Linked DNA regions of Mus musculus: all the other regions are linked to region 1. A link is a contact called in public Hi-C, HiChIP or PLAC-seq, Micro-C and promoter capture Hi-C data. All regions are on one chromosome and are shown on one strand. Each heading gives the region's core, a stretch centred on a gene start, on an enhancer-like site or on the middle of the called end of the contact. The rest is flanking DNA. Distances are from core to core; before and after follow the strand shown. Region 1 holds the start of Knl1 (kinetochore scaffold 1). Region 2 overlaps Bub1b (BUB1B, mitotic checkpoint serine/threonine kinase). Region 3 overlaps Bub1b (BUB1B, mitotic checkpoint serine/threonine kinase). Region 4 holds the start of Bub1b (BUB1B, mitotic checkpoint serine/threonine kinase). Region 5 holds the start of Ankrd63 (ankyrin repeat domain 63). Region 6 holds the start of Inafm2 (InaF motif containing 2).

What was found. Promoter capture Hi-C pulls out the DNA fragments that hold promoters and counts their contacts. A called contact is a pair of places that touch in the nucleus more often than the background predicts. HiChIP or PLAC-seq counts read pairs in DNA pulled down with a chosen protein or histone mark. Capture Hi-C pulls out chosen DNA fragments and counts their contacts.
Region 2: a contact with region 1 is called in a Hi-C map of B cells, with 6 read pairs. The contact joins the enhancer-like site here to the promoter of Knl1 in region 1. A contact is called at or near these places in 1 of 39 promoter capture datasets (hematopoietic stem and progenitor cells), 3 of 484 Hi-C or Micro-C datasets (B cells and cortical neurons) and 1 of 115 datasets of contacts at active chromatin or transcription factors (large pre-B cells).
Region 3: a promoter capture Hi-C map of pre-B cells shows a contact between it and region 1, with 3 times the contacts expected there. The contact joins the enhancer-like site here to the promoter of Knl1 in region 1. A contact is called at or near these places in 4 of 39 promoter capture datasets (3T3-L1-derived adipocytes, hippocampal neurons, neural stem cells and 1 more), 2 of 484 Hi-C or Micro-C datasets (both in cortical neurons) and 2 of 115 datasets of contacts at active chromatin or transcription factors (bone marrow-derived macrophages and memory CD8 T cells).
Region 4: a contact with region 1 is called in a promoter capture Hi-C map of pancreatic islet. The contact joins the promoter of Bub1b here to the promoter of Knl1 in region 1. A contact is called at or near these places in 2 of 39 promoter capture datasets (hippocampal neurons and pre-B cells), 1 of 115 datasets of contacts at active chromatin or transcription factors (pro-B cells) and 1 of 9 other capture datasets (pancreatic islet).
Region 5: a Micro-C map of embryonic stem cells shows a contact between it and region 1, with 4 times the contacts expected there. The contact joins the promoter of Ankrd63 here to the promoter of Knl1 in region 1. A contact is called at or near these places in 2 of 39 promoter capture datasets (neural stem cells and pre-B cells), 1 of 484 Hi-C or Micro-C datasets (embryonic stem cells), 1 of 115 datasets of contacts at active chromatin or transcription factors (the SCID.adh cell line) and 3 of 9 other capture datasets (adipose tissue, liver and macrophages).
Region 6: an H3K4me3 HiChIP or PLAC-seq map of pro-B cells shows a contact between it and region 1, with 4 times the contacts expected there. The contact joins the promoter of Inafm2 here to the promoter of Knl1 in region 1. A contact is called at or near these places in 1 of 39 promoter capture datasets (hematopoietic stem and progenitor cells), 2 of 115 datasets of contacts at active chromatin or transcription factors (bone marrow-derived macrophages and pro-B cells) and 1 of 9 other capture datasets (liver).

What each region holds. Positions count from the first base shown.
Region 1 is chr2:119,045,676-119,048,509 of GRCm38.p6, forward strand. It overlaps Knl1 (kinetochore scaffold 1), which reads left to right and starts at 1,444. Exons shown (of 24, transcript NM_029617.3): 1 at 1,444-1,548. n-TSgct7 (a tRNA gene) reads right to left here and starts at 1,156; the gene lies at 1,075-1,156.
Region 2 is chr2:118,619,485-118,622,470 of GRCm38.p6, forward strand. Bub1b (BUB1B, mitotic checkpoint serine/threonine kinase) reads left to right here. Exons shown (of 23, transcript NM_009773.3): 10 at 2,651-2,763. Among named protein-coding and RNA genes, the nearest start is that of Bub1b, 23 kb to the left of the region's middle. Within about 2 kb of position 1,312, at least 32 of the 459 cell types and tissues checked have an H3K27ac peak or open chromatin away from gene starts, as enhancers often do. A contact at or near this core is called in B cells, where this site is marked.
Region 3 is chr2:118,641,283-118,644,225 of GRCm38.p6, forward strand. Bub1b (BUB1B, mitotic checkpoint serine/threonine kinase) reads left to right here. Exons shown (of 23, transcript NM_009773.3): 23 at 1-310. The coding sequence ends at 37. Among named protein-coding and RNA genes, the nearest start is that of Pak6, 21 kb to the right of the region's middle. Within about 2 kb of position 1,324, at least 65 of the 459 cell types and tissues checked have an H3K27ac peak or open chromatin away from gene starts, as enhancers often do. A contact at or near this core is called in memory CD8 T cells and pre-B cells, where this site is marked.
Region 4 is chr2:118,596,522-118,599,664 of GRCm38.p6, forward strand. It overlaps Bub1b (BUB1B, mitotic checkpoint serine/threonine kinase), which reads left to right and starts at 1,690. Exons shown (of 23, transcript NM_009773.3): 1 at 1,690-1,940. The coding sequence starts at 1,927.
Region 5 is chr2:118,702,642-118,705,647 of GRCm38.p6, forward strand. It overlaps Ankrd63 (ankyrin repeat domain 63), which reads right to left and starts at 1,322. Exons shown (of 1, transcript NM_001081971.1): 1 at 1-1,322. The coding sequence starts at 797. It also overlaps a transcript of Plcb2 not described here.
Region 6 is chr2:118,744,324-118,747,176 of GRCm38.p6, forward strand. Inafm2 (InaF motif containing 2) reads left to right here and starts at 1,435. Exons shown (of 1, transcript NM_001301269.1): 1 at 1,435-2,853. The coding sequence starts at 1,792. The coding sequence ends at 2,250.

The DNA of each region.
Region 1 (2,834 bases), core at 194-2,693:
TGAGTTGAATGAATTTGTCTGATGATGTTACAGGAGGAAAATCTCTGTTCTTTTTTCTATTCCTAATCCTTTGGTTAAATCCAGAAGATTCAGCTTTTTGTCTTTTGAAAAGGTAGTCGTGTTCCTCTTCTTCAGTAGTTTCTGGATCATAGCAAGATTTCAAATGTCATGGGCATTTTTGTTTGTTTGTTTGTTTTGTTTTTGGGAGTTTTGTTTTGGGGTGGGGGTGGGGGGATTGAGACAGTGTTTCTGTGTAGCCCAGACTGTCCTGGAACTCATGCTGGAACTCACTCTGTAGACCAGGCTGGCTTCGAACTCAGAAATCCGCCTGCCTCTGCCTCCCAACTGCTGGGATTAAAGGTCTGCGCCACCACTGCCCTGCAAAGGGTTCACTTGGGTTACCCCCCCACCCCCACCCCCACCCCCACCCCTACCCCCACCCCCATGGGCACCTTTTTAATGTATACATTGAAAACAAATCCCATAGCTTGCTTAAGGGCTGGAAGAGGTGGCATTTGTAATGCAATATGGTACTTCACGATCAGGACAGGTATTAAACCCCCAAAATAGCGATTATGGGGGTATAGCTTTGTAATCCTAGCATTTGGGAAGGCGAGACAGGATGATTTTTAACCTGGAGGCTAGACTGCTACACAGTAAAACTGTGTCTCAAAATAACAAAAACAAAACAAAGCCCTCGGAGTAAGAGCTCATTAAAGACTGAAAGCATTCATCTCAGAGCTAGGACATTTCATGTTCCAGACCACCACTGAACATGTCCTGTTATTTTACTTTGTAAGAAATTAAATTCCTAGAAAAAAGTCTCTTTATCTGCTTTTTCTTCATCTGTGAGTCATAACATTCCAAAAGCAGCCTTTCAAATATCTCAATTCCTTCAGCTGATTTCAAATATCAAATTCCTTCAAATTACAATATCACCAACTAAAACACCTCGATGCTGAGACTAATTGTGTTAGATAGAACCTGATCGGAATTAAAACCCGAAGCAATATTTAATCACTTCCATCCTGTGGATTATAAATTCACATTACACTAATTAGCAAAAGACACTTTCGACGAGGATGGGATTCGAACCCATGCGTGCAGAGCACAATGGATTAGCAGTCCATCGCCTTAACCACTCGGCCACCTCGTCCCAGAAGCTAGTTTCTTCCTGGTAGCTATAGGGAGTAGACACAGAGCGCTGTGACGCAATACCATGGAAGTCGCCATTTTGTACGGAAGCCAACAGTGCGATTGTTTACTCTGCAAACACTCGAAAGAAGATGGCCGTTCTCAGAATAACAGAGACGAAGAAAATTCTGTAGAAAAGAAGAAAAACCCGAGGGAACTTAAGTCAGAGCAGAGGAGGACAGAGAAGTTTATGTCTTAGGGGCGGGGCCGGTCTGGAGCCGAAGGGGTGGGGTCTGCGCGGCGCGCAGCACTGAGCATGCGCATCACTAGGGCGGTTAGATTTGAATACTTCAGGGACGTTGAGAGGTGACGTCCGACTCCAAGGAGCGCGAGGACCCCAGACAAGTCAAGCAGGTGGTCGGTGGCGGGTCAGAATGCTCCTTTCCGTTCTGGGCTCCTGAGAGGGCTCGGGTTCTGTTTGAGTGCTGAAGGGCGGGCGCGGGTTGCTGAGGTCGCTCGGTCGTCGGGGCGATCTCGGAAAGGCCCTGCAGCCGACCGGACCGCGCGAGCGCCAACGGCCCGCTCTCCTTCTCCTGGAGCGCCGCGTTTCGCTTCTCCTTTCCCAAAGCCGCTCCATTCCCGGGGTCGTGTCGTCTGCGCGGTGCGCCGTGGGCCTCCGGGTTCGCCCCGCCCATCATCTTTGGTCAGGGCTCCGGGATCCGGTCCCACCGTCTCTCGCCAACTCCTTGTGGTATGTGTTTCTGACCGACGTTCCCTGCTTCCGTGGTCTGAAGGCGACGAGTGAACTTTAAATTGTAGGCTCCGTCCGAGCACAATAATAGAGTTTCGGGTTTCTGCAGGTCCAACATTAGTAAAGACAAATCGGTGTGTTAGATTACATAAATTTCCTTTCCCATCCAAAAGACTTTGGATTCCCTTTGGGAAGAAAAATATTGCCTACTGCAATTTTTAAAATGTACTAGACGTTGTAGTTTGATTTATGCTCATATATTTGAATGCCGAGTCAACTGAGAGTGGCACTGTTTGAAAGGATTAGGAGGAGGGGTGGCCTTGTTGGAGGAGATGTGTTAATGAGGGATGAGCTTTGAGGTTTCCAAAACTCTGCCTGCTGTTTGTGGACGTTCTTGGCTACTCCTTCAGCATTGTGTTTGCTCGCAGGTTCCCCATGATGACTGCTATATAAGTCTCTGAAACTGTAAGCAAGACCCCCAATTAACTGCTTCCTGCTATAAGAGTTGTGGCCATGGTGTCTCTTCACAGCAATAAAACTGTGACTAAGACAGAAGTTAACAGAGATAAAGCATGTGGCTAAAACCCAAAGCAGCAGTTTATTCTAGACACCAAGGTTGACCGTTAGTTTTCATTTCAGTTAAATTGGTTCCGTTGAGTCCCTTGTATGTCTCATAGGTTCATTGTCTTGTGCTAAAGTAGACTTCATGGGGATGGCATTTCATTGGTCAGATTGTTGGAGAGATGATTTATAAATATGGAAGGAAATATATCGTAAGGTATTTGGTCATTAAAGGTTAGGTTCAAGCAGTGTACTTCTTGACTATGTGAATGGCTGGAAACCTTTACAAGTTGATAGATGTAAATGGAGTAAAATGTTTGGGATGGTGATATAAATGATGTGTTTGATGCTGAGAATACGAGAAGGTACTGATTCTAGATACTGGATC
Region 2 (2,986 bases), core at 62-2,561, 430 kb before region 1:
ATTATTATCCCAAAGGTCTTCTCGAGCCATTAGCTCATCATTCTGCTTCCCCAAAGAGCAAACTTCCTATTCTTTTTTTTTTTTTTTTTTTCTAGACAGGGTTTCTCTGTGTAGCCCTGGCTGTCCTGGAACTCACTCTGTAGATCAGGCTGGCCTCGAACTCAGAAATCTGCCTGCCTCTGCCTCCCAAGCGCTGGGACTAAAGGTGTGCGCCACCTCTGCCCGCAAACTTCCTATTCTTTAAAAAAGCAAACAGCAACAACAAACACCTTACTCCTGTTATTCAGGGCAGGGGAGGGCGTGGCATGCACTGTGGGTGGGGGGCAGAAGTCATTACTGTGGAGTTTTCTCTACGGTAACATGGGCTCTGGAGACAACTTAGGTTGTTAGGACTGCATCTTGGAGTGGCAAGGGCTTTTATCCACTGAGCCATCTTTCTGTCCATCTCTTATTCTTCTCCTGTGTATGTGTGTGTTGTAGGGAGGGGGCAGGGTTTGCATTCTTTCTTAGTTACTGTTCTATTTCTGTGAAGAGACACCATGACCAAGGCATTAGTAATTCTTAAAAAGAACATAATGAATTGGAGCTTGCTTACAGTTTCAGAGGTTTAGTCCATTGTCAGGGTGGAGAGCATGGTGGCACTGAGGCAGACATGGTGCTGGAGAAGGAGCTACCTGTCTACATCTGGATCTGCAGGCAACAGGAAGAGAGAGACACAGGGCCTGGCTTGGTCTTTTGAAACCCCAAAGTTCACCCCCTGACTAACATTCAAATATAGGAGCTTTTCAGAGCCATTCTTATTCAAACAAGCACATACACCCCATGCTGTTGGTTGCTCTGGTGCTGTTTGTATTCCGATGTTAATTCTGCCTCCTCAGGTGGGACTTCCCTCCCACCTGCCAGCAGTGGATGGATCCTGTACTCTGGGGATCCCGTGTGAACCTTTTCCTCATTTTATTTGGTCAAATAAAGGCTAGAGCCTGTGATTGGACAGTGGAGGACAAAGGTGGAAGGAGAGAAGGAAGGAGAGGGGAGGACAGAAGAAGGGAAGGAGAAAGAAGATGGAGCAGAACCACATGGCCAGAAGAAACTGCAAGTAGCAAAGGCTCATAGCTGAGGAATGAGCTTGTATAGTGCTAGATCTGCCCAATCTAGGCATATAGTGTATAAATATAATAACTGGATTGTGTGTTTTTTATACGGGCTTATTGGGGTTGGAAATTACTGTTATATACGTGTATGCATATGCATGCACATTTGTGTGACGCTGGGATTTTCCCTCCATCACTTGAGAGCTTGTCTATGACTAGTGTGGCTAGCCAGTTTGCTCTGGGGAATCCCCATCTAAAGTGCAGCTGTCGTGCTTGCATGGCAGGCGCACTCACACCGAGCCATCTTCCCAACCCGACTTCCCAGTCTTCTCATTGCCAGTGTTCTCATAGGTAATCTCTCTGTTCATGGTCGTCAGAGGCCCTTTTGCCAAATCCAGTGCCTGTTTCTTCACAATACCACATGTCTACCTCTCCAACCCCACCTTTTACTGCTTTCCTTCTGAGAAGCTATAAGCAAGCTGGCTTTCCTGGATTGTTCAATACAGTAGTCTTCCTGTATTGACAGACTTCTCCTAAATCTTTATATGACTGATCCCTCATCATTCAGTTTTAGCCTTATCATTGCATTTTATCAAAAAAATCACTGGTTTTTAGTAGATATGACCTACATGGCCTTTTATTTTTTTTTTTTTAAGATTTACTTACTATGTATAGGAGTGCTCTATCTGCATGTACACCTGCATGCCAGAAGAGAGCATCGGATCCCATTACAGATGGTTGTGAGCCACCATGTGGTTGCTGGGGATTGAATCAGGACCTCTGGAAGAGCAGGCGGTGCTCACTGAACCATCACTCCCGCCTCGCTCCGCCCCACCTGCGTATCTTCATCTCCTAAGCATCTCCATAAGTACCCTCCGTTTGGTACTGTTGCTGTTTGACATTTTTGCTATACTAAGTATTGCGCTTCAGGCTTGCACTGTAAATCAAGTGATCTATCACTGGGCTATGTTTGGGGGGTGTTTTGCTTGTTTATTTGTTTAAGAAATCTACTCCTGTAACTAACTTAGTCTGGCCTTGAACTGCTGTGTATCTAGGGATGATATTGACTTTGAATCTTCCTGTCTCTACCTCCCAAGGACCGAGCTTACAGGCATGCATCACTGAGCCTTGTTCTTACAGACCCAGGGTTTCATGCTAGGCAAGCACGCTACCAACTAAGCTGCATTCCATGCCCTGTTGTATAGATACTTTTGGCGTTTCTGAGAAAGTCTTGCTTATAGCCCAAGTTAGCTGAGAACACTAAATGATTCTCTTATTACTTTTTGTGATCCTGACATACTTGGATATTAGCTTCGTATGGCCAAGGACTTGGTATCATTGGGACCTATTTTCCGTTGTACCTGTGCATTGCAGCTGTTCCTCTTTTTCTAGACTAGATACATAAAAGAATAGAGAAGCAGACCTCAAATCGAGGGCGTTCTCCTCCACTGCTCCTTTTCGTTAATATTGATTTGTACGCTGAGGGTATGAGCCTCAGAGGCAGTTTTTACAGGATGAATCGTGAAAAGAAATGGCTCAGCTAATTTCACTGTTTGCAGCCGAGCTGTTGACCAGTGCAAAGAAGAGGGAGGAGATGCAGAAGCAGATCGAAGAGATGGAGAGGAGGCTGAAGGCAATGCAGGCTGTTCAGCAAGAAGGAGCTGGGGGCCAGGTACACGTTCCTTTCATTTATTTATTTATTTTACTGTTTTTTAATACAGAAAACTCAAGCATGCCAGGCTTTGATGTACATACCCAACCTAAAAAAAAAATGGCAGTTTCTTAGTTACTAGTAGCAGGAAAGTAATTTCACAAGTGGCTTTGAATGGGATTTATGGCCTGTGAACTAAGCGATGTAATTCATTGACTTTCCGATTACATTTTTGTTGTTAATG
Region 3 (2,943 bases), core at 74-2,573, 400 kb before region 1:
AGACAAGCAGCCAGGCGGCTCCCAGAGCCCTGCCTAAGCCATGGGTATGGTGAAGAACTGGTCTGGGGCTGCTGTGATTTGTTTAGAGCACACTTAGACACATCAGCAGTCCTTCACTAGGGGTCACTCTCAGTAGCACAGCTTTCAGCCAGGTGGCTGTGCCCTGGCAGCCTCATCTGGTTTATTCAAAAGGTTTCTGTGCAGACAGCTGCTTTTTAGCCCTCTGGCTTCTGCCTTCTCTCTTTTGTAATTTTATAACATGTACTCTCCTTTCACTGTGTATTTTATAATAAAATAGTTTTTGTTACATTTCTGTTGCTGGCAATTCATCTACACTTGCAAACTAAGGTGATAAATGGCTTCATTTTGGAGAGGACTTACTCTACGGTGGTAGAAACTTATGTATCCCAGACTTAGAGCAGCTGCCTTTGGGTTATAAGAAGGCAGCTGGCCGGCCATTTCTTCCGTCTCTCTCTGTCCTTCTAGAGGGTGTCCAGAAAGAAGCAGGTAAAATGACACACACACACACACACACACACACACCAGCTTTCCTTAAGTTCAAAGGTACCGGCCTTTGGGGACAGAGTACTCAGCAACCTGTCATGCAGGACACAGGGCTGCTGAGGGGACAGAGACCATTTTCCTTAGGTGTCAGGAAAGCAGGGGTCAGAACAGAAAGGACTGAAGTGGGGACTAATATGGAAAACAGTAAGTCTGATGGAACACTGTGCACCCAAAGGGGCGCACTGGCTGGGTGTGTGGGGGGCTGTGGGGGTGTGTGTGTCATTAAGGCTTTTGTTTCTTCAGTAGGATAATAAGCATTTATTTATTTATTTCACACTAAAATGTCAGTCACCTGATGTCCACTCGTGCTGGTGCCTGAGTCTCCTCTACTTGTCACCATTGTTGCTCTAAGCTTGTTAGAGAGCAGATTCCCTAACTAATCTCTCAACTGAAACACTTGGGCAAATTCGACAGGGTAAGCCAGAAAAAATGTATCTGAAAGACAAAGAAAGTAAATATTTTCCTTCAACCAAAATACAGTTCTGCAAACATCTTCAGTTTGCTTCTTATACTGAAGATAATAAATGATGAAACTGCCTTTCTGTAATCAAGTCCTTCTTAGTCCCCAGTGCCCTGTATTGCCCAGGAAATTGAGAGCCTTTAACTTAAGTAAGCTTCTACCTAGTGAATACTTCAGCAGTCTAGGCAGCCAAGTTGCTGTATGGGCAAATCTTGTTTCTGAAAGTACAAGCAGGAGTGGGAGGAGCCAGGACACCCTGCAGCTCTGTTCACACCCCACACCTCACCCCATACACCCCCCACTCTCTGACCTCCGCCAACTTCAGCCTTTGAGGACAGGAAAGGATGTCACTGCCAACAGTGCCTGTCATCAACAATGTCTGCCATCGCTTCAGTTTTCTTTACAAAAGCATAAAACCACAAAATAGAACCCTTTCCGTTTCCCTTTCATTTTTGTTTATTTTTAAGCTAAGATCACTGCAGGGCATAGGCTGCCATCAAACCCCAGGTACTCTGGTCACATTCCCCAGAGGGCTGGAATTTCAGGGGCCCACCCACCAGACTCCCTCATATTTGATGCCCATTGTCTTAGGAAAAGGAAGCCTTTGTTTTGTGTAGAGGCTACAGGTGGCTTTGATCTGGTCTCATGAAAGCAAGAAGAACAGAATGCTGGGCCTGGGAGAAGGAAAGACAGATGCACAACTGGGAAGAACAGGACTTCTTTCTCCCCGTTTGGAGGAAGACTGTGGAATAAGCTCTCCCCATTCACAAAGCACTTTGTGCCCTAACTTGCTTGGGGCCCTGTTAGAGGCATCCTCCTCACAAGTCAGAGTGTTCTAACTGATGCCAGACCCGAGTCTGGAAGTGAACTCCTTCCTTCCTGCTGGAGGAAGTTGTGGCCTATTGCTCGAGCTGTGATCTCAGGCAGGTAGGAAAGTCTTTCAGGGTTAGCACAGGCCTTCAGAATAACTTGTTGATGTCTTAAGGTGAAAGTCTAAGGCAAGGCCAGTGAAGGTGCACTCTTCATTGGAACTGAAAACAAAATTCTTGCTCTACCAAAAGTTACTCTATTCTGACTTCAACAGCTCCCTACGGAGCAGGTGCAGCATGCTTTTAACATGACTGACTTTGACTATAATGAGGTCGGAGGCATGGAAGCTGAGTATTTACCAAGGTACAGATGTGTCTGGGTAAGAGCGCTTACCACTAAGCCTGATGACCAGAGTCCTACCCTCTGCATGGTAGAAGAGAGAACAGACTCCACAAGTCATCCTCTGACTCCATACATGTGTGTGTCACACGAGCCCATACCTACACACACATACCAATACACACATACCAACACACACATACCAACACACACATACCAATACACACACACCCACAATAAATAAAACCTTTTACAGATCAGCGAGAAAGGACGAACCACATAGCATCCAGGGCTGAAACTGAGACCTAAAGCTTGAACTCTGTCCCCAGTGCCCCGTTCAGTGCCTTAGCGTGAGTTAAAGGCTGATCCAGTGTTTGCCAGCACGCAGGTCAACACCTTTTCAGCCCCTCTAATGCCTTCTAACCCCCTCTGGTGCCTTGTGCAGAGAATATACTTTATATCCATATGCTATGATCTAACCTCTTGTACTCCTTGTTCCCCAAATCAATTTGGGTAAGTCAATTTAAGAAAAGATAAAAAAAGATAATGACTCAAGTAGCTCAGGCTTGATCTCAGTATGTAGCCCAGGGTGGCCTTGAACTCCTGCCTCCCTCTCCCAAATGGTGGAGTTACTGGCCTGTTCTACTACAACCAGCCTGAGATGGCTTTAGTGTTCTGCTTGGTTCCTTGCTTTTCCACTCCAGGACTGGCGGGATGTGGAGCCGAGGAGTTGCTGATCTTCTGCAGGTGTTTGCATCACCTGCCGTCGT
Region 4 (3,143 bases), core at 440-2,939, 450 kb before region 1:
TTTGATGGGGCAGCATAGAGGTCCAAGAGTAGGGAGCTGGGTGAGGAAACTCACTGGATAATGGTGGAAATAGAGAGGTGGGAATCTACCACAGACACACACCTCAGTTGCTTCAGAACTTGATTTGTTCTGATGGGTAGATTGTGCCAACTCGTCCTTTCCCTCAGGTTCACTGTCTTCTGTAGAGAAATTCCCATGGCTCCCCTCTCTACTCCAGAGCCTAGTTGGAAGTTATATGCTCAAATGACTAATTTATCTGTTTCTGGTCTGGGTATCGACGCCCTGACATTCCTTGTTTGTTTGTATACCCCCGCCCCAACAAACGGAGAAAAATTTGACAGAATGGGCTATGTACACCTCTAAGGAGACGAGAGAGGGAGGGAAGATTGAGTCTTAAGGGAGAGGCAGTGCAGTAAGGAAGAGAGTGTAGTACAGGATACAGCAGTCCTGGAGAGCAGTGCAGTATTGTTGCGAGGGAGAGTAGAGCAGCACGGGAGGGAGAGGGAGGCAGGTTGAAAAGAGAACAAGCTGGACACAGGTAAAGACAGAATGAGCAAGAGATTGAGAAAGAGCCAGAAGATTAGGAAATAGAAAAGACTGCTAGAGTGAGTTTGAGGCCAAGCAGAGCAATTCAGGGGCTGGGAGAGAAGCCAGATTGAGTCAGTCAGCTGGGAGAGGAGTTTGAGCCAGAACAGCTGAGTTGAACCAGCCAGGTAGACTTCAGAAAGAACAAGAAAGGGTGAGCTTATTCAACAAAATTGAGAGGCTGACCTAGATTAGATCTTATGGAGGCTAGAATTTTCTAGGAGTGGATCTAGGTCAGCAGATGGAGGCAGTAAGCCCCTCAGACAACAATCACAACAGGAGAATAAAAGTTATTTTTATAGCCTGATCTACAGAGCGAGTTCCAGGATAGCCAAGGCTACACAGAGAACCCTTGTTTTGAAAAACAAAAACAAACAAAAAACAAAAGCAAACTTTTTATTGTGAAGTAAAGTTGCCCTGGATGGTCTTGAAGTCTTGGTCCTCACATCTCAGTCTCCAGAGTAGCTGAACTATAGGCCTGCATTACCAAGCCTTTAGCTCCAGTGAGACAGGCAAAGCGCTTACCCTGTTTGTATTCTGTGTTAGATCGTAGTTTACAGGACATCTGGTAGGCTGCATGAGAGAACAAATGGTACACTTCCAAGAGAATTTAAAGGAAGTTGGTCAAAGTTGAGAAGTTGTAGAGGTCAAAGGGCTTGCTGGGGAAAGGAAGTGCAGTGCTAAACCAGGTCTTGTGTAAAAGAGAAAAACGAGAACACAGTCTTTCCACAGGAAACAGCTGGGTGAGAGTGGCCTAAGGATCCCTGGACAGGTGTTAAGACCTGGGGCTCAGACAAGACCTAGGCGTAGCACAGTTAATTGTTCGGAGCAACCCAGAAGAGTAATGTACTCAAAGACACGTTATGAAACTGAAACCATCAAAGAACCTCTTGTTAATAAAGTGTCTCTCCCTGGGTTCGAAGGCTTGTCTTAGAAAGGAAACACAGAGCAAACTCGAAGTGCCTGAGCACGCTGCAGTGCTAGGACAACCATTGGTCCTTGCACCTCAAACCTGAAACTACAACTCCCATTGTGCATTGCGCAGCGCGTGCTTAAACCCGGGATACACTACAATCCCCAGAATGCTTTGGGAGGAGCGGGAGCGGGGAGCGGCGAGGCTACGTCTGCGTCAAGAGACGTTAAATTTGAAACTTGGCGGCCCGTGCGTGATGGGGGCGTGAGGAGGCTATTCTGAGAAGGAATCGGGTGCGTGGTTTTGTTTAGGAGCACGGGGTGACGATCTTCGCAGCTCCAGAGCCAGCTGAAGGTTGAGGGAGACTCAGTTAGCACTCGGAGGATAAAGGTCTGCGGAAGGGCGAGAGCAAGTATTGGGAATGCAGGATGGCGGAGGCGAGGTAAGGACCGGACGCAAATTGCTGCCGCTGGGTGCTCGGCTGGCGAGGGGAGGATCGAGGAGGTCGGCCAAGAGCAGGTCTCCCCAAACCCCCTTCCCAACGGCGTGGAGCCCTGCATCCAGCCAGGGGGCAAGACTGGGAGAGTTTGGAATTTGCCATATGATCTGGTTCTGAAACTCACCTCAGCCGTTTTTATTTGACCTTGAACATGTTTACGGAGGGGTGGGGGCACGCAGATATTAATGCTGCTTTATGGAGTTCTGGGAGGATTCAAGATGTTTGTAAAGTACCTGCTTTCAACTAATAAGTGTTCTCACTTTGCTAGCAGCTTAGGGATCTGAAGAGCAGAGCACTTGCAGCTTTTCCTCATCATAAAATATAGAGGGTTTTTCTAGGTTAGAATTTAAGATGCATTTCAATTATGGAACTTATAATAACTGGGTAATTGCTGTCATAAGCTGTCATTCATGGAAGAGAATTTATCGACTACCATTTTGAGCACTGAAGGCGAACAGTAAAAGACACAAAATCCCAACCTTTGTGAAGCTTAAGTTCTGGGGAGGAATGAATCGGGGTGTGTGTCGCGGATGGGCAATAAGACATGTTTAACATCAGATAGAATCAGTATTAACAAGTGTAAAGCAAGAGAAGACGGCATTGGAGGTAGAACTAGTGTGGTTTCAGAAGGGTTTGGACATGTAACTCAGGAAGGGCACTTGTTCAAGGTACATAAGGCCTTAGTTCATTACCCAGCAATGAGGCTTGGGGGTGGGGGAGTCGGGGCAGAGGGAGATTTGAACAGAGGCCTCCCTGATGAGATGGCACTTGGGTCTGAACTAGAAGGAACTAGTCACGGACAGGTGAGATGGCTCTGTGGATAGAGATAATTGCTAACCAAGACTGAGGACCTGTTTGGTCACCCCTCCCCCACCCCCGAAACCCCATGGTGGAAGGAGAGAAACAACTCTAAGGTTGTGGCCTGACTTACACACACACACACACACACACACACACACACACACGGCGGGGGGGGGGGGTGAGAATAAATACATTTTTGTTTTGTTTTGTTTTTTGTTTTTTTCGAGACAGGGTTTCCCCTTATAGCCCCGGCTGTCCTGGAACTCACTATGTAGACCAGGCTAACCTCGAACTCAGAAATCCGCCTGCCTCTGCCTCCTGAGTGCTGGGATTAAAGGCGTGTGC
Region 5 (3,006 bases), core at 72-2,571, 340 kb before region 1:
CTCCGGCCCAACTCTGGTCTCTCATTGCCTTGTGCCCTATAACGGACCGAGCCCTTGCCAGCAGAGGCAAGCTCGCCTCCGTGGCCGTGGCCATGGCCGTGACCGTGACCGTGGCCGCCGGCAGCTCGCGCAAACCGTGCCAAAAGAGGGCGCGGTAAACGACGGGGACTGGGTCGTCGCCGCTCTGGGCTGGGCGCCGGGGCAGGGTGGCCAGGGGGACTGTCGGAGTTGGAACCCCGGGCCGCTGCCGCAGCGGCTGCCCGACCCCAAGGCCCGGTGAGGGCTTGCACACAGGTCCCGTGGCCGCGGGAGGCAGCCAGCTGCAGTGCGGTGAGGCCCGCCCGGTTGGTGCGGTCAAGGCGTAAGCCCAGGCGGCGGAAAGAGCGCACCAAGAACTCCAGCACCGCCCCGTGGCCGCACGCCGCCGCCCACATCACCGGGCTGTTGCCCGCCGAGTCCGTCGCCTCCGGATCGCCGCTGAACTGCACCAGGAGCTGCACGGCGTCTAAGTGGCCTCGCTCGCAGGCCAGGCTGAGTGCAGTGCGGCCCCGCTCGTCCCGCAGGTTCACGGCTGCACCTTGCTCCAGCAGCAGTCGCACGAAGCGCGAGCGCATCGCGGGGTCCGGCAGCCCCACGGCCACCATAAGCGGCGTCCGGCCCTGCTCTGCGCGGCAGTCGATGATGCTGCGGTCCAGCGCGTCCAGCACGAAACGGGCCAAGTGCACTTTGCCGGCCTGCATGGCCTCAAGGAAGGTGCGCGTCCCCGCTCGGGGACACAGGTCCTTGGGCTTGAGCATGGCTCCGGCCGCCGCGCCCCGGAAGTCCGACGCACGGGGGCGCCCCTGTTCCCTCACCCCACGGGGCTACGGCCCCGGCCCGGACACCGGTACCGCTCTTTCCAAGCGGCGTGTAGGTGGCTGCAACCAAGTGTCCTGCAGTTCCCGCTCAGGTCTCCCTACCGCTCGGCTGCCTCGCCGCTCCCAGGGCGTCTTGCTTTTCCTCCCTGGCCCCCCACGCCTGGAGGTGTGGGCTGCTGGCTGCTTCGACTCCCGCTCAAGCTCCAAGCTCGGCCTCCTCAACTCTTGGGCCCTCTTCCCTGTATCCGACGCCCCTTGGTCCCTCGTGGCTTGGAGCAACGCCACTCACCCGCACCCCGGGCAGCCCCTGCTCCCCTGTTGAGCGGGTGGCTCCCGCCTGGCGCGCCTGCCTCCTGCCTCGGCGGGGAGCGCCGCTCCTCCAGCTCCCAGAGCCTCTCCCCGCCTCCTCCTTTCTTGCGGGGGCCGGGACGCTTGCTTTTTTACTTGGGGGGCTCGGCGGCTCCTGAGGTGCCCGACGCCTAGATACCTGGCTTTATAGCTTCAGGGGTCTCCATGGCAATGGCTGCTCTGGAAGCAGACTGCACCTTCGGGGCAGAGACGGACAGGGCAAGGGAGACCGCCCCTGACCCCCACCCCTTCGTGGGCCACGAAGTTGGGGAGCGGCTCCTCCTCCGCGCTCCCCTGGGAATGCGGCGGCGGTTGCGGGGCGGGGGTGGAGGCTGCTCGCCGGGGGCCACATGCACCCGGCGGGGCCAATCCTAAAGTCTCAGTCATCTTTCCCCGCCCCCCGCCTCCGCCGGAATCGGTAGCCTCCGCTGCTTAGAAACTGGCGGGAGCTCCTGCCATCGGTTTTAGGTTAAAGGGACTGGGACCCCACGAGGACAGGACTGGACAGTGCACCAGCTTGAGGTGGGCAAGAGACAGAGGAAAAGTAATTTGGGGTATGAGGCATTTGTGCTCCGGACTGAGGGCGCTCAGTCTGGCTGATAACTGCCATCTAAAGTGCAGCGAATCACAGCCACACACAATTGTGCCTCCCGCACGCGCTCACTCAGAGAAGGGCGGGGGTGCATTCTCCAATCTCAGACGTCTCCAAACCTGACAGCGCGCCCGCGTGCCAGCTCCACGGTTGATCGGTCGCTGTGGAGCAAGTTGACTTAGACACTGGCCGCTCTGACCCAGGGCAGGTGCCTTAGGACCCGAGAGTATGCAGGCATTTGGACTTCCCAGGCACTACCTCCTATCTCCTCAAAGATGGGCTAGTTAGGGTCTAGGAAAGGACAAAAGACACAAGCAAGAATTCCCTGACAGGGCTGGGTTCTCTTGAGCACAAAACCATCTTTAGGCCACAGAGCGCTAGACCTGGCCCCTACAGAAAGGAGACAGCCTGAGATTTTTTTTTTTTTTCAATCAGATGTGTGGAAAACCTACTTCCTTTGGACAATCAGCTCATGGGCGCTAGAGACGGGGAATACTGAAGGCCTAGCAGAGTCTTACAATGAGTGCCCCACAAGCTCCCAGGACTAGAGAAAGGGCTTGAGAATAGTTGAAATGGAGTTTATTTGTAGAATAAGTGAAGAGCTAGGGACTTTTCGCAGCTGGTCGAGTATTTGCCCAGTATACACGAAACGATTGGTTTGATTCATTCCCAGGATGAAGCCAGGTGTGGTGCTATAAGCTAACAACCCAGCACTTGAGAGATGGAGGCAGGAGGCTCAGAAGTTCCAAGATCATCCTCAGCTACAGTTAGGTTGAGGCCAGCCTGGGCTACATGAGACCCTATGGTTGTGTTTCCAGCAATGGGAAACACAGATGCACAAACTGAATGAATGAGACTTGTCTTCTCAGTCAGGAAGACGAACCCAGGACTGAGAACATCTGCTAAATGCAAACTCAAAACAGCCATTGGATGGAAGGACAAATGATGGGAAGGAGAGGGAACTAAGATCCTCTGAAGGCAACAGCAGAGTTAGTCCTTTAAGGATGAGAGACGCAGGCTAAGAAACAAGGAAGACGGCCAGGCAGAGGGGTTACAGGGACAAAGGCACCCAACAGACACAATGTGGAGGGTTGTGTTCAGGGGTCCTATGCTGTAAGAGAAAGGAAGTCCAGTGAAGAATGGAGGGGGTGTCCAGTCTGGTTGCTTTGCGGGACACGCCTGAGGATTCTGTGAGGAGTGCTCTGCCCC
Region 6 (2,853 bases), core at 185-2,684, 300 kb before region 1:
AATCCTGTCTCGAAAAACCAAACCAACCAACCAAACAAACAAAAAACAAACAAACAAAAGGCTCCTTGAAATAGTATTGGGTGGCCCATTGCTAGAGACACAGCCCCACCTGAGCCTCCAACCAGGACCAGATTAGAAACTTGTGGTTCGAAGCCCACTAGTACACTGCATTCTGGTAGCGCTTCCATGGGATGGAAAATTTGGGGAAGGGCTTGGATAAGGAAAGTCAAAGTCAAAGGAAAGGGAGAAGTGGAAAGGGCAGAGGGAGTCCTGCCCAAGAGGTTAGAAGTCAGTGGGGCCCTCGCAGAGGCCACGCCCCACCCCAACTACATCAGGACCACAGACCTTTCTCCTACTCAGACTCATAGTTCTCTAATCCACTGAGACATCCAGGCTGCTCACAAAGACAGTTTTGGGAACACAGGGAGAGTCAAGCAAGAGGCACCCAGAAATCAATCGCGGTGAATTACAAAGAGGAAATAGGGATGAAACAAGCAAAGGGGAAGAGGGTGAAAGTATAGAAAGGGTGGTACTAAGAGTCCCTGCGTGCAGAGGGGTGGCCGGCATCCAAAGGGCCCTAAGAGCAAAAAGGCTGAAGCCTGGAAGGAACAAGCCTCAATGGGAAAAGACAGTTCTCTACATCCTGGGGTTGAAGAGAATCAAAGAATGAAAACGCTGGGAGATGTCCTCCACCAGTTCAGTGCAGCCCCTTGGGTACAATTCGAGACCAGTCCTGAAAGTCAGAAGACCAGAAAGTAGGACCTGAGACCTGTTGTGGGATTTGAGATTATGCTGGCAGGTCAGCCTAAGAAACAAACTCAACCTTTGGCTCTTGTCCCTGTGGCTCACAGTAGTCTGACTCAAGGGTCCTAAGAGGACCCAATCAGGCAAGATTCGAGTGGTCTCGGAGTCCAGACCAACAGAAAAAAGGAAGCGAGACTGACTGCGGTGTGCGGGCGCCAGGTTCCCAGACCCGAACCAGGCTCTTTGGGGTGAAGGGATCTGGGACACTATCCCCTCACTATTCTAGAGCTACCCGAGAGCACAAGCTTAGTGTTAGCTCCACTTCGGAGACCCGGTGTAGGTGGGCCTGGTTAGTTCTCCCACCTACCATCTCCTAGCCTGGGCCATGTGAGGAGACGCCTGAGTTGACAGCTTTCTACGGAGCCTGCCCCTCCCTGCCACCTCCCGGTTCCGCACTCCCTCCCGCAAAGTGCCTTTCCCCCTTTAAAGAAGCTCCTGTCGCCCCTTTAAGGCCCAGCCTCCCTTAACTCTCTCTTAACTGGGCGTCCCCCACGGGGCCCACGATTCCCCGCCGCAGCCGCCTCCCAGCGCGGCACTTCCGGGCCCCTACATCGCCCTTTTAAGGGGCAGCCCCCCGGCAGCGCGCGGCCCCGCCCCCTGCACCGGCGCGCCCCGCGGGGGAGCCGGGCTAGAGCCGGAGCGCGCGGTCCGCGCGGCCACTGGAGACCAGGCGGCCGGCGGCCGGGCAGGCGGCGGCAGCGGCAGCGGATGGGGACGCGGAGTCGGGCGGCTGTGGCTGTGGCGGCGGCCGGGAAGCAGCTGGCGGGCCGGCGGCGGCGGCGGCGCTGGCGGCGGTGACGGGCCCAGGCCCCGGCGGCGGCAGCGACGCGGTGGCGGGCTGCGGGCGGGCGGCGTGAGGAGCAGCGGCGGAGCGCGGGGCCGCCGGGAAGCCAGGGCGCCGAGACGCCCCCTGCCCAGTCCTCGCAGGCCGCCAGGCCCCCTCCAGCCGGGGCCGTGGAGCACCGGGGCAAAGGCCGGGGCCCCCCCATGAAGGAGCGCGACGCGGCCCCGGCCGAGCGGGGCAAGCCGGCCACCTACACCGGGGACAAGAAGGCGAAGATGGCGGCCAAGACCAACAAGAAGTGGGTCCGGCTAGCCACGGTGTTCGCCTACGTGCTCTCCGTGTCGCTGGCCGCCATCGTACTGGCCGTCTACTACAGTCTCATCTGGCAGCCGGTGGGTGCCGGGACCTCGGGGGGAGCCGTCGGCCCGCCCCCCAGCGGCTCCAACACCACCGGCCCGTCTGGGACTTCGGGGGTGGCGGCGGGGCCCAACACCACCGGGTCGTCCCGCCGCGAGGCGCCACGCGACGCACCCCCGCTGCAGGCGGCGAGGCCGGCGCCCCCGGAGCCCGCTGCAGACAGCCCCCTGGCTGGGCCGCTCGAACGGCCGCGGGGGCTGGACGAGGACGAAGAGGAAGCGGCCGAAGAGCCCCGGAGTCGTTGAATCTCTCCGCGTTGGGGACGGTCGGGAATCATCGTCCCCTAAGCCCCCAAGCAGGACTTTGCAGCAGGACCGGCTCCGGAGCCCGCCGGAGTGACCCCTACGCGAGCGTACGCCCCCACACACCTCAGCGATCGCCAGTTTGCCCCGGGAGCCGGTAATGCACAACCGGATCTTCAGCCAAGGGACCACGATTCGCCGGGGACTCGGGGTTTGATCTTCCCAGCACCGTGCTGCGCCAGGGCCCTGAGCCATAAGGGGAACTGGGGGGGAGGGTGGAGAGAGCCTAGCACCCAGCCCTTCAGCGCTGCTAGCTCTGGTGTTTCCTAAACGCAGGGGGTGACTCGGGCGCCCCCTCCCCAAGACTCAGGGGAAGGTAGGGAGTTGTGTAGGGGCTCTTTTTTTTTTTTTTTTTTAAATAAGCCGAGGCTCTCCCAAAGAAGAGAGCACCAAAAGTAGCGGAGCTCAGGTACGTCAACCTAGTTGCAGTGGCCAGACATGCGTTTAATTTATAGATCCCTGTATATAGTTGTTGACATATGCACTAGACGCTATAATCACATAGAACTCTATGTATCTCCCCACAGCCTGGGTAGCTACTGAATG